Linked DNA regions of Danio rerio: regions 1, 3 and 4 are each linked to region 2. A link is a contact called in public HiCAR-type data. All regions are on one chromosome and are shown on one strand. The core of a region is the stretch at or near the end of the contact, and the rest is flanking DNA. Distances in the headings are between cores, read along the strand shown. Region 1 overlaps noc2l (NOC2-like nucleolar associated transcriptional repressor). Region 2 overlaps LOC101883493 (a long non-coding RNA gene). Region 3 holds the start of noc2l (NOC2-like nucleolar associated transcriptional repressor). Region 4 overlaps noc2l (NOC2-like nucleolar associated transcriptional repressor).

Region 1 (2,700 bases), core at 196-2,695, 180 kb before region 2:
GAAGTCTTACCTCCTTGACTCATTATCCCTTCTTTCTGCTTTAAAGCCATGCTTAGTGAAAGTAACATCATCATCATATTATATAAACTTTAGTCGACTTTCAAAACTCGCTGCATGCCGACACCCCTGCACAAAAGGCTGTTATGCCTATTTTGTCGGCGTGCATGCAAACAACCAACCGGGATTCACACAGGAGTGCGTGAGGCGCGCGGGAATGGTTTTCTGCGCGCATGCATCAGTTTGCTTTCACCAGTGTTGAACCTGAGGGGGAGAGCTACGTCAGTAACACCAATAATAATTTTGTGGCTGCATTTTATTTATTTATTTATTTAAATATTGGGAATTTATAAGTACATTTAAATCAATAATGTCAACAGCAAAATTATATTGGGGTGGTCAAAGGGGTGGCCACAGGGGTGACCAGAGTTTACTGAGGGGTGGCCGTGGCGGGGCGCCCCTGCGTGCACCACGTTTACGTCACTCCCAATATGTACGGAAAAAAAGAAATAATGAACTTGCACACGCAAAAGACACGACGTGAATGGCCCTTAGTTAATTCCCTCAACCACAGTTAATTCTCTGGGTCGTGCTCGTTAGCCTCAATGTACAAGCTCTAAACTGTAAACGAGTGCACAGTTTGCGTAACTGTTTAGTTGCAGAAGTTTTGTTCCATGTAGAACAATGGGGTTGAGAAACCTTTACAATTAATTAACGAATGACGAATTAAAACATAGTTAATAGTGTTAACAGGTTAAACAGATATAAAAAGAAAAGGAAACTTTAGAAAAGTTTCTAATTATTATAATTGTTGTGGTTATTATTTTTATTATTATTATTATTGTTCTTATTATTATTTTTATTATTATTCTGTTTGAGCTCATTACTACATTGTTTTACTTCATTACATTTTCAATGTTGGATAATGCTAACAGTGAAATTTAAATATGAGCTTAAATACTAGCATTAACTGTATCACATCTGTAGTGATAATATGCATGAACCTTCAGAGATTATTCTAACATGCTGCTCTTTATTGTTCTAATTTACCATGATATATTTAGTGTTCATTAATGAATAGACATACGGTTAAACATTTAATACACTACTGCTAAATGTAAATGCAATTTTTCAATCCAATCTCTTGGCCAGCAAAGATAATTCTAAATAACACGCACAAGCTCTATTTAAACTAAAACAAAGGACAATCACTTTAATGCGTGAGATGAAGGACTAGATAAAGATGGCCCCTCCTCCTGGGCCAGTAGCCTGTCATGTCTTCATGCTGACTGGCTGTAACTGGATTGAGGTTAGGAGATGAAAGCCTGAACACGCTGCTACACAGGCTAAAGCGCCGTGCGCCGTGCCGCTGCCAAGAGGATTGCCACACAAGCTGCAGGGATTATCCTGCTCTCCTGGTTGGCACGGGGAGGCTTTTCCAGTACATTCACCCAGGCCAAGACACCGCAGCCACAGGCCCCCCGAGACGCCGCTCCACCCTTGCTGTCTGGGATCTCTGTCTGACTGACTAAATCTTAAATATTTCCCAACTAGTAAGGGCAGTTAAGAGCAGGGTTTTCCCGTTTCCATTGCGGAGGAATGTGTTTGCGAAGGCTGCGGCTGTGAATTTTAGGTAGGGCAAAGGATTTAGATCCGATCCCTGCCTTAAACCGGGTCAGGATTAGTGTGAATGCTTGGATGCCAGGTGTTGAGTAGAGATGTGAATATATGCTTTGGGAGGAAGAGCTGCCAAATCTGTGTTGGGAAAAATGCCTGACTGGAAAGTTTTTCCATGTTTATAACATTCTCTGAAACAGGTGTCATGTGCAATGGACATTACTTGTGCTACTGGGACTTTATTATTCTATAAATATAAAAGGTCTGATAACTTTTTTTATATTTAAAAAAAATCTTTTCATTTCATTTTTTCATTTTTCATTTTTTTTGTAGAAACGATAGTGGTCAGAATAACAAATATTACAACAATTATTGTTTTCATAAAACAATGAAAGTAAAAAAATTATATGAAATCTGAAACATGGCACATTTTTTATTTAATGCAAAAATGGAAAGAAATAAATTTTACATTTTGAAACATTTGCAAACCTGTAATAAATAAACTTCATAGTATTAAAAACAAATACTATGAAAGTCATTTATTATAAGTTTACAACATTTTTCAAAATATCTTCTTTTGTGCTCAAAAGAACCAAAAAAATCTCAAACTGCTCAATGAGATGCCCAAACTAGGACCTGCGTGCCAAAGTTGGCCCCATGGTAACCTTGGATTTAGCCCGCGATTTCATCTGAGAAGAGAGGAAGAATGATGGGCATGGTTTAGAGATTGTCATTTTAAATCTAATGTAACCTTTTGTTTGTTTTATTGTTAAAAGCTAACTGAAATTAAATGTTTCAATTAAATATTGTAAATTAATCAGATTTAGTTTAAATGTACATACTGTCACCTGATGGATAGAGGACAATGCAGAGACTTTGGTGAGCAAATCACGAGAAAGGCAGATTCTGTGTGCGTGACTAGTGTATTCAGCATTGAACTCCACTGTTCACTTATGTTTTTATTGCAAAAATTATCATTCAGTTATAGTGCATTAGTTAAAATTATTTAAAGTAAAGTTTTTTTTATTTTTTTTAAATATTATGAAAGAAACTCAAAAATTGACCGTGGCAACTTTAATGTATTAT
Region 2 (2,700 bases), core at 28-2,527:
CTCTTATAGAGAATACTGCAGTTTTTAAAGGAATACTGAAGTTTTAGTTAGCACCAAAAAACTGTTATTTGAGTATATTGCAGTATTACAATACAACCGAAGTACTACTACAGTACAACTACTGCAATAGTACTGAAGTGATGAAGTACTACAACTACTATAATGCAGTACTGCTACTGCAACACAACTACAGTACAACAACTACTTTCAGTTCTTAGTACTTTTAGTAGTTTACTACAGTGGACAAGGGTTTCCAAATAAGGTTTCAGTACTTCAGTTGTACTGCTGAAGGACTACCACAATATATTGTATTGCACTTTTCAGAAGTATAAGTAACTACAGCAATACATCAACAATACTGCAAGACATAATAAACCTAAAGTGCATGTTTAATACTTATTTATCTATGTGTAATAAATTATATAACATCACTATATTGTCTCTCTTAGTTTATTTAATGTTACTTCAGATGTACTGCATTTTACTGCGGTTGAACTTTATTGCATTGTAGTTGAACTGTGTGTATACCTCATTATACTACATTAATTTTGCAGTTTTATTGAATTTTGCCACAGTTATCCTTGTAGGTTACTGCTGTTGTACTATTTAGTTCACTGCAGTTGTTTTATTTTATTTTTATTTTTGCAAATAAACTCTTACAATTGTAATTAGAAAATTAATTAAATCCCAAAAAAAAAAAAAAAAAAACATCCCTGAAAAAAATATTTTTGGAAGATGCTGAAGAGCAAACCTCTTGGAACATAAGTGCAGTACAGTTCTTGGCATTGGCATATTGGACTACAGCAGTACAAGTGCAGTAAAGACGATGTTTACTTCTTTTTACTCCAGTTTACTGCAACTTATAATGCTGTTGAACTTCATTGTATTGCAATTTTGCAATTGTACTTAATTCTACTGCAATTATACTTCTATATACCCGTTTACTGCAGTTATGTTGTAGGGTTTTTAAATAAATCAAATAAATGAAAAATAAATAAATGAAAACAAATAAATGAAAATAACAGTGGGCTAGTTTTTAATGCTAATGTGCATGCTGTAGCAATGATCTCTTGTCTTAAATGATACGTGACCTAGTGTGTGTGTGAACTTCACACATGTGTGTGTTTGAGGTGAACGTGCTAAGGGTGAACATGTACAGGCATGGCATGCACAGATCCCCTTACTGCGAGACGCTGGCAGCATATACTTATATCTCTGGTTTCTGTGTGTGTGCGTGTGTGTGGCAAACTATATTAAATCCCTCTCGCAGCGGAGGTGTCGTGTTGCGGCTGCTGCTTTATAGCTGGTGCCGGAGCAGACTGGCGGCAAGAGCGGCGGCATTATCTGCATGCTGAGGAATGTCTCATGCCCCGTCATTTCCAGCAACCTCAGGTACAGCAGTTTAAAAGCACACGGAGGTGCACAACCAACTGGAATACACACTTCTAATGCAACTCATTACAGGTTCAGCCTGTCTTCTACCACCATTTATTGCTCAACATGATCATAACTACCATCATGTCATTTTGTCATATACAGTAGTCAACTTATGAAGTGGATCAAAGCCTTTTGCTCAAAACCTAAACGTTGTCCTAAAACTAGTGATCAACATCCATTCGTGTGTTGCTTTGGGCTATACAAAAAATAAAAAAAGAGCAAAGACCACCAGTTACAAGTTTAAGTTGACATAACAGCCTCACTGAGGAAGATATAAAGCGATTCGTTCAAAATATCTGAATCATTCAGTAATGAATCAAATGAGTGTCATTATGAATAGATTGTTGAATCAAGACTGTTTTAAAAAGACGTAACTTGATACATTAACCTCTTGTTTGTTTAACTGTTGTATAAAATCTGTTTTTTTTGTAATAGTTAAATAAACAGCACTCATTGCTTGTGTTAATTACTAATCTTTAGATTTTAAAGATATTTATAACTTATATTGCATGGGCATTCTAGAAGCATTTTAACATTTCTTCTGAAGTTAAATGCATTTGGGCTTATTTTATGTATGTATGTATTTATTTATTGTTTTTTTATTTGTTTGTTTGTTTGTTTGTTTTATTTAAAATATTTATTTAGTTATTTAGTTAGTTAGTTAGTTAGTTAGTTAGTTAGTTAGTTAGTTAGTTAGTTAGTTATGTTTTGCAACTTATCCAGCACACGTTTTATTCAGCGGACAAGCATACACTCTCATTCACACACATACCCTATGGCCAATTTAGCTTACCCAATACACTTATAGCGCATGTCTTTGGGCTTGTGGGGGAAACTGGAGTGAACATGGGGAGAACATGCAAACTCCACACAGAAGTGTTAACTGGCCCAGTGCTACCCACTGCGACACAGTGTCACCCCTATTTATGATACATGTATTTCCAATACTAAATAGTATTTTGTCATTTGTATTTGATAAGGTTGATGAAATGGATGAATACTTTGAATCAAAATACTGTAATGTCTTGTATTTTCGATGTTTCAAAATACTGTAAAATTATTTGCAATGAATCTACAGTTTATGGTGACATAAAAATGAGGCCTCTGGAATGAATCATTTTTAAGAAGGAGGTCAATGCTTGGAGTATGGATAGAAATTATACTTAAAAAAAGTAACAGACAAAGGCTGAGGGTATATTCAGGAGCATGTCTACAACCATTGGAAATAGCTACTGAGCAACGCTAAGACCATAAATATACATA
Region 3 (2,700 bases), core at 30-2,529, 200 kb before region 2:
CGACAACGTGCATTGAGTGACAAGCGCGCTGTGTACGGATAGAATCAGCGGAGCGGGGATCGCTCTCTCTCCCCGCTCGCTGATTCTGTCAGAGTACAGCGGTCGGCGCGGGCCACAAAATATTGCACTGAGGGCCGCAAATGGCCCGCGGGCCGCGAGTTTGAGACCCCTGGTATACATCCTTCAAAATGGCCTTATTAGGGATTGGCTGAGTAAAAAAATCAGTCCTGCAATTCCCGTCCAATCAAATTCCACAAGTAAATTGCACCATACTGAACAACCTGAAGATGGGCACTTTATAAATGCAGTAAACCGCTAGGAAGTATTAAAAGTGTCCAAGAAGATGTCCAAAATTTTTACATGCAATGACCCAGAGACTGTTTAGTTTGCATGATGAGAAGATGAAGGATGTTTACTGTATGACTGAAATCATCAAGTGGCCTTAAACAATAACTAAATGCACTACATAATGTTATGTTTTCACACACACACATACAAATTGCAAGTAAACACTTCAACATTTTAATACTCACTACTCTTGAGTACTTTCAAAAGAGCTACTTTTTACTCATGCTACTAGTAATATTTACAACAGATACTTTTACTCACACTATTTTTTAACAGTATTTTTAACTTGAGTATGATTTTTTTGGTACTCTTTCCACCACTGATATTAATATTACAGAAAACAGTTCACTGGAAGCCCTTGGGCTGTGTGCATATAGACCATTGCTTAGGTACAAAAAAGCAAACTGGAATTAAATGTTTCAATTAAATGTTGTAAATGAATCAGATTTTTAAAATGTAAATACTGTTACTCGACGGAAAGAGGATTATGCAGAGGCAAATCAAGACAAAAACTAGTGTAATTCTATTATAAATTAGATTGTTTTGTTTTTACTGTAATAAGCTTATTTTAAAATGTCAAAAAATAGTTTAGTTCATAATAAACAGTATTTTCTAGTATTTTTTAAATATATATCATTAAATAAAATAAAAAAAATACCCAATGGCAACTACATTTACCTTTGGCCCACTAGTCTTAATCAAGTTTGGTTATGGGCACTTCATACGAAAAAGTTTGGTCACCCCTGCTCTAGCTGTTGACATTTTAGGATTACCAAGAGCCACACTTTCTTCTTTAGAGTTTAAAACGTCACCAACATCTTGGTTGTGTGTAACTGTACCGGGAATTTAGCTTTTATGGGAAAACTGGCAATTTAAATAAAAAGGACCTGAGTTATCGACCCTCTGCGTTTATCGCATCGTTAAACAAAAGATCAACTGAGCTGAGTTCCCTAAAGCGTTGCATTGTGGGTATTACGTCTCAGTGCACGTTTTTATCCAGCATGGCAGGGAAAAACAAGAGGTATGTCTAATTCGTATCTATTTAATCTCGTTTAAATAGTAGCATATTATTGTTTGTGTTTCAGTACAGATAACTTGAATGTATACGGGGGTGTCAAACCCTAGTTCACTTCATAAGACGCTTCTTTGGTGAAATTTAACGGTAGCTAGCTAGTTTTAGCCACTGAAGATGGGTCAGAACTCATAGGTTTTGTATTAGTTTAGTATATACATTTTCAGTTTTGTGTCTTCAGTGTTCAGTGATTTTATTGATGCGTTTTTTTAAATCGCGTTCATGATGTATTACATTTTAATAGAAGGGAAATTATCTGAACATGCAGCATTGATAACATACTGTGTTAAAAATATGTATGCATTTGAACCTAAGAGCTCTTTTTTATTTTAAATAATTAATATATTGAAATAGGAGTAATTACAGAAGGGTTTGAACAATTTACTTTACAGATAGACCTAAATATAATCGTTTTCGTGTAAAGATGCTCATGTCATATATCATACTGACTGTAGTATTGTGCTATTATGTGTCATCTATTAAAATTAAATGTTTTATTTTAGGCATATTAAGTCTCATTTCATTTTAATCAGTTGTGATGTATTCAGTTATTCAATAAAAATATATAATAGAAGATAATTTAGTTAGAACTAATTAATATATTATTATTAATTATAAAAATATGTTTACTTTCTACAGCACTTAGTCAATCCAAAGAGTGCTAGACGAGCAAATGTAATCAAAACAAGCTAGTAAAAGATACAATCCCAAACACATAATTCCTACTATGGCCACAAATATCTAGACTAACTGTAAACAAAAAAAAGATTGGATTCTTTCATGATATCTATGTTATGTTTTTGCAGAAAGTTGGAGGATCTCAGTGTGGATGAGTTCATGTTGTCTGGGTTTGATTCTGATGAGGAAGATGACTGTGAGGATGAAGAACCCTCACCAAAGAAAGGAAAGAGCAAAACGCCTGCACTTCAGAAAACGTAAGCAAATGCTTTACATTCAGATGGTCATTCCAGTGTTCTGGGCCCAGTTTTTCAAAAGGTTTAATTCGGATAAAATTGATCCGGATTTAGTCATCCTGTTTTTGCGATCTGTGATCTCGTAATCCAGAGATAATTTTTGAGCCAGTTTTTCAAATCAACATCGGATTGGATCAATCTGTATCGGATAGGAACTTTTCAGGATCACTAAATCTGGATTACCAGTGCTCATTCAGGATAGGAAATCACAATCTATTGATACGTAAAGAGCAACAAGTAGAATAGCCAGTGTGGGGTCAATATAACTTTATTTTTATTTCAAAAGATAACACACACATTTAAAAA
Region 4 (2,700 bases), core at 43-2,542, 150 kb before region 2:
ATTTAGTTTTGGGTGAACTTTCCATTCATCCTTTGATAAAAGTTTCTGAAGGAAAACAAATTGCTTTGGGTTGAATCTTGCAGATAAATTAGAAATGATCTGTTTTGATTTAATGATGTCTTAAAAAATGCTAATTTGATCTGGCTGCTCACCTTACTTGCCTCTGTATTAGTAAGATAAAAGTCCATTTGGATTTGAACTGCAGAGTAATTACATGTTGATCACTGCTTTAAAGATTTTATTTTTTTTTATCTTTTACAGAGGAAAAAGATGATTCTGATGAGGATGATGAAGGCCTGGAGGACCTCACAGACCTTAGTGATGAAGATAACGAAGACGATTCTGGTGATTATGTTTCTGTTTTGAGTGAGGCTAGATATGATTGTTCAAGGAAACTTCTGTGTGTTTTCATTATTCACCTGTATTTGCCTGTTTTTTAAACTGTTCCCCATTCCTGTGATTTTTCTTAGATGGAGACCAGAAGCAGCCTTCATCTTCTAAGGGCAAAGCTCCAAAGAAGATGTTGAGTACAGAGCTGAAACAGGTGGCTGAGGGAGATGAAGATATGGTTGAGGACCTGGAGCTCTCAGATCAGGACTAAAATCGGTGTTACATCAGAGAGACTTTTCTATTTCCCAAATAATACTGCTTTTAAAGGAACATTTGACTTTTTTTGGAAATAAGCTTGTTGTACAAATCGCCTTCAGGCCTTGCAGAACACTTTTAGCTTAGCATAAATCATGGAGTCAGATTAGACCATTAGCAACGAAAAGTTGCTATTTTCTAGGTCAATATGGCTAGAAACTATCAAGGATCAAACTAATCAAGGAACTTGGCAACCACAGCAACTTTTCATTTCCAGTGATTTAGGCTAAGATAAATATTCTACTGCCAAACCCAGAGAATGGCTAAATGGATTTAAAAACGGTACAAATCCGCTGTTTTACTCTAGGTGACTTTTAAAATGAGACCATTTCCAAAAAAAAAGTGGAGTGTTCCTTTAAAGAAATATCTCCTTTAAGAGTCATGTACAGCGCCTGTTGTAGTAATAACATATTTTTTGCACTGTTTTTTTTACACCCACAAGGACTCTTCTTCATAGTTCATCTAATGCTTCATAATATTGCCCAAATGAAGGCCTTATTAAAAGTGTTTACCTTATGAAAACTAAGGGTGTCTCTTTCAGCTCAGTGTTGCATTGTTGTGTTTTGAGGTGTTGAATTGGAGGCCAGAGGCAGGAGGTGGAGGCGCAGGGTCGGCCCTGAGCACCAGGCTGCCAAACGCTCGTATCATCCACTGCCAGGCTGTGCTGGCCAGGTGCGGAGAGAGGAAGAGAAGAAAACAGAGCGCAGCCTGTTCTCGCGCCAAAACATCTCTCCCCTTCAGTGCTTTCACGTCACTTTCTGAAACCGCTTGGCTTTTTCTAAATGTTTTAAAGCGCTGTTTAAGCTGCCAGAACTCCACACAGCTCTAGTGGTGCTTTAGGAAATTGGTTAAGAAAGACTAAGATTAAGACAGGTTTTTAGTTGTTCTATTCTAGTAGTTATTTAGCTTAAAAGTGTAGTTCACCTAAAAGTGAAAGTTTTGCTCACTCTTAAAGGGATTGTTCACCCAAAAATGTAAATTACCTCATCATTTACTCCTTCATGTTGGTTTAAAACTTTGAGTTTCTTTGATATTTTAAAGAATTCTGATTGCTGCTACCCATCGACTTTCATAGTAGGAAACAAAAATTACGGAAGTTAATGGGCGGCAACTTACCAGCCAGTACATTTTTGAACAAGTGAACCAACTATCCATTTAACTCTTCTATCATCTTTAGGGTCAATTTGACCACATTCAATGTTAAACATATGTACATATATAATTGACTTTTTTCATATTGTATTACTTTTCCTAATTTAATGGGGAAAACTTGGTCACATCTGTGTTCTTTGGGCCTCAAGCTAAAAAAGACATAAGAAATTTTAGAAAATAATTACACACATTTGTTTTGGGTGATACTGAGGTCACTGTAACATGCTATCATTTTGTAATATGCACTAAAATTGTGTATGTTAAGTTTAATTTTAAAAAAATGTTGTGTTGGGGTTGGGGGGAATACTAATTCTCGTGGGAACTTTGATGTTTCCCATGCCATGAGGGAGGGGGGGAAAAACTAATTCGTGTGAGAACTTAGATATTTTCTGTGTTTTTTTTTTTTTTGTTTTTGTTTTTTTTTTTTGAATGAGGGGAAAACAAAATTCACATGGTTTACAGGTTGATCCAAAGCTATAAAAACACAGATGCTTTATAAACTATTTCTCTTTGTGCTCTGTTGGCTCTCCCTTTAAGCTCTCTCAATTGAAAACAAATGCCATCTAAGCAAAAGTTTTCTGTCAGTGAGGTTTTGTCATTAAGTTTTGACAGTAAAAGTGACATATGATTGTGTCTGAGACAGGAAAATCTTTATATATATTCTGGAGGTTTTTAATTGCTAAAGGTGTTGGCAGATTTTAGGGTAACGGGAGGGTTTAAGGGTGATTCCATTCACATGGAAGTCAATTTCTACCAGTTATGTTTCAAAATATCTTTTGCTTTCAATAGAAAAAAAAAACTTTCTTGAAACAAGTGGATGGTAAATAAATGACAGCGGTTTCATTGTTGTGTGAACCATGCTTTTAAATTTCTAAAATAGAAATGTCTAACTGACATTAAAAC

What was found. HiCAR-type assays count read pairs that join an accessible place to other places.
Region 1: a HiCAR-type map of caudal fin shows a contact between it and region 2, with 4 times the contacts expected there. The contact joins two enhancer-like sites. A contact is called at or near these places in 5 of 18 Hi-C or Micro-C datasets (caudal fin, embryo and an unstated tissue) and 1 of 4 datasets of contacts at active chromatin or transcription factors (caudal fin).
Region 3: a HiCAR-type map of caudal fin shows a contact between it and region 2, with 6 times the contacts expected there. The contact joins the promoter of noc2l here to the enhancer-like site in region 2. A contact is called at or near these places in 8 of 18 Hi-C or Micro-C datasets (caudal fin, embryo, fibroblasts and 3 more) and 2 of 4 datasets of contacts at active chromatin or transcription factors (caudal fin and embryo).
Region 4: a contact with region 2 is called in a HiCAR-type map of caudal fin, with 3 times the contacts expected there. The contact joins two enhancer-like sites. A contact is called at or near these places in 2 of 18 Hi-C or Micro-C datasets (caudal fin and an unstated tissue) and 1 of 4 datasets of contacts at active chromatin or transcription factors (caudal fin).

Annotation. Positions count from the first base shown.
Region 1 is chr23:26,094,491-26,097,190 of GRCz12tu, reverse strand. The region is part of intron 13 of noc2l (NOC2-like nucleolar associated transcriptional repressor); the gene reads left to right. Among named protein-coding and RNA genes, the nearest start is that of noc2l, 23 kb to the left of the region's middle. Within about 2 kb of position 1,445, at least 7 of the 62 cell types and tissues checked have an H3K27ac peak or open chromatin away from gene starts, as enhancers often do. A contact at or near this core is called in caudal fin, where this site is marked.
Region 2 is chr23:25,913,243-25,915,942 of GRCz12tu, reverse strand. All of the region lies in intron 2 of LOC101883493 (a long non-coding RNA gene), which reads right to left. Among named protein-coding and RNA genes, the nearest start is that of samd11, 45 kb to the left of the region's middle. Within about 2 kb of position 1,277, at least 14 of the 62 cell types and tissues checked have an H3K27ac peak or open chromatin away from gene starts, as enhancers often do. A contact at or near this core is called in caudal fin and skeletal muscle, where this site is marked.
Region 3 is chr23:26,116,993-26,119,692 of GRCz12tu, reverse strand. It overlaps noc2l (NOC2-like nucleolar associated transcriptional repressor), which reads left to right and starts at 1,279. Exons shown (of 19, transcript NM_001003830.2): 1 at 1,279-1,369; 2 at 2,227-2,355. The coding sequence starts at 1,350.
Region 4 is chr23:26,063,598-26,066,297 of GRCz12tu, reverse strand. noc2l (NOC2-like nucleolar associated transcriptional repressor) reads left to right here. Exons shown (of 19, transcript NM_001003830.2): 18 at 262-345; 19 at 471-1,171. The coding sequence ends at 601. Among named protein-coding and RNA genes, the nearest start is that of noc2l, 53 kb to the left of the region's middle. Within about 2 kb of position 1,292, at least 9 of the 62 cell types and tissues checked have an H3K27ac peak or open chromatin away from gene starts, as enhancers often do. A contact at or near this core is called in caudal fin, where this site is marked.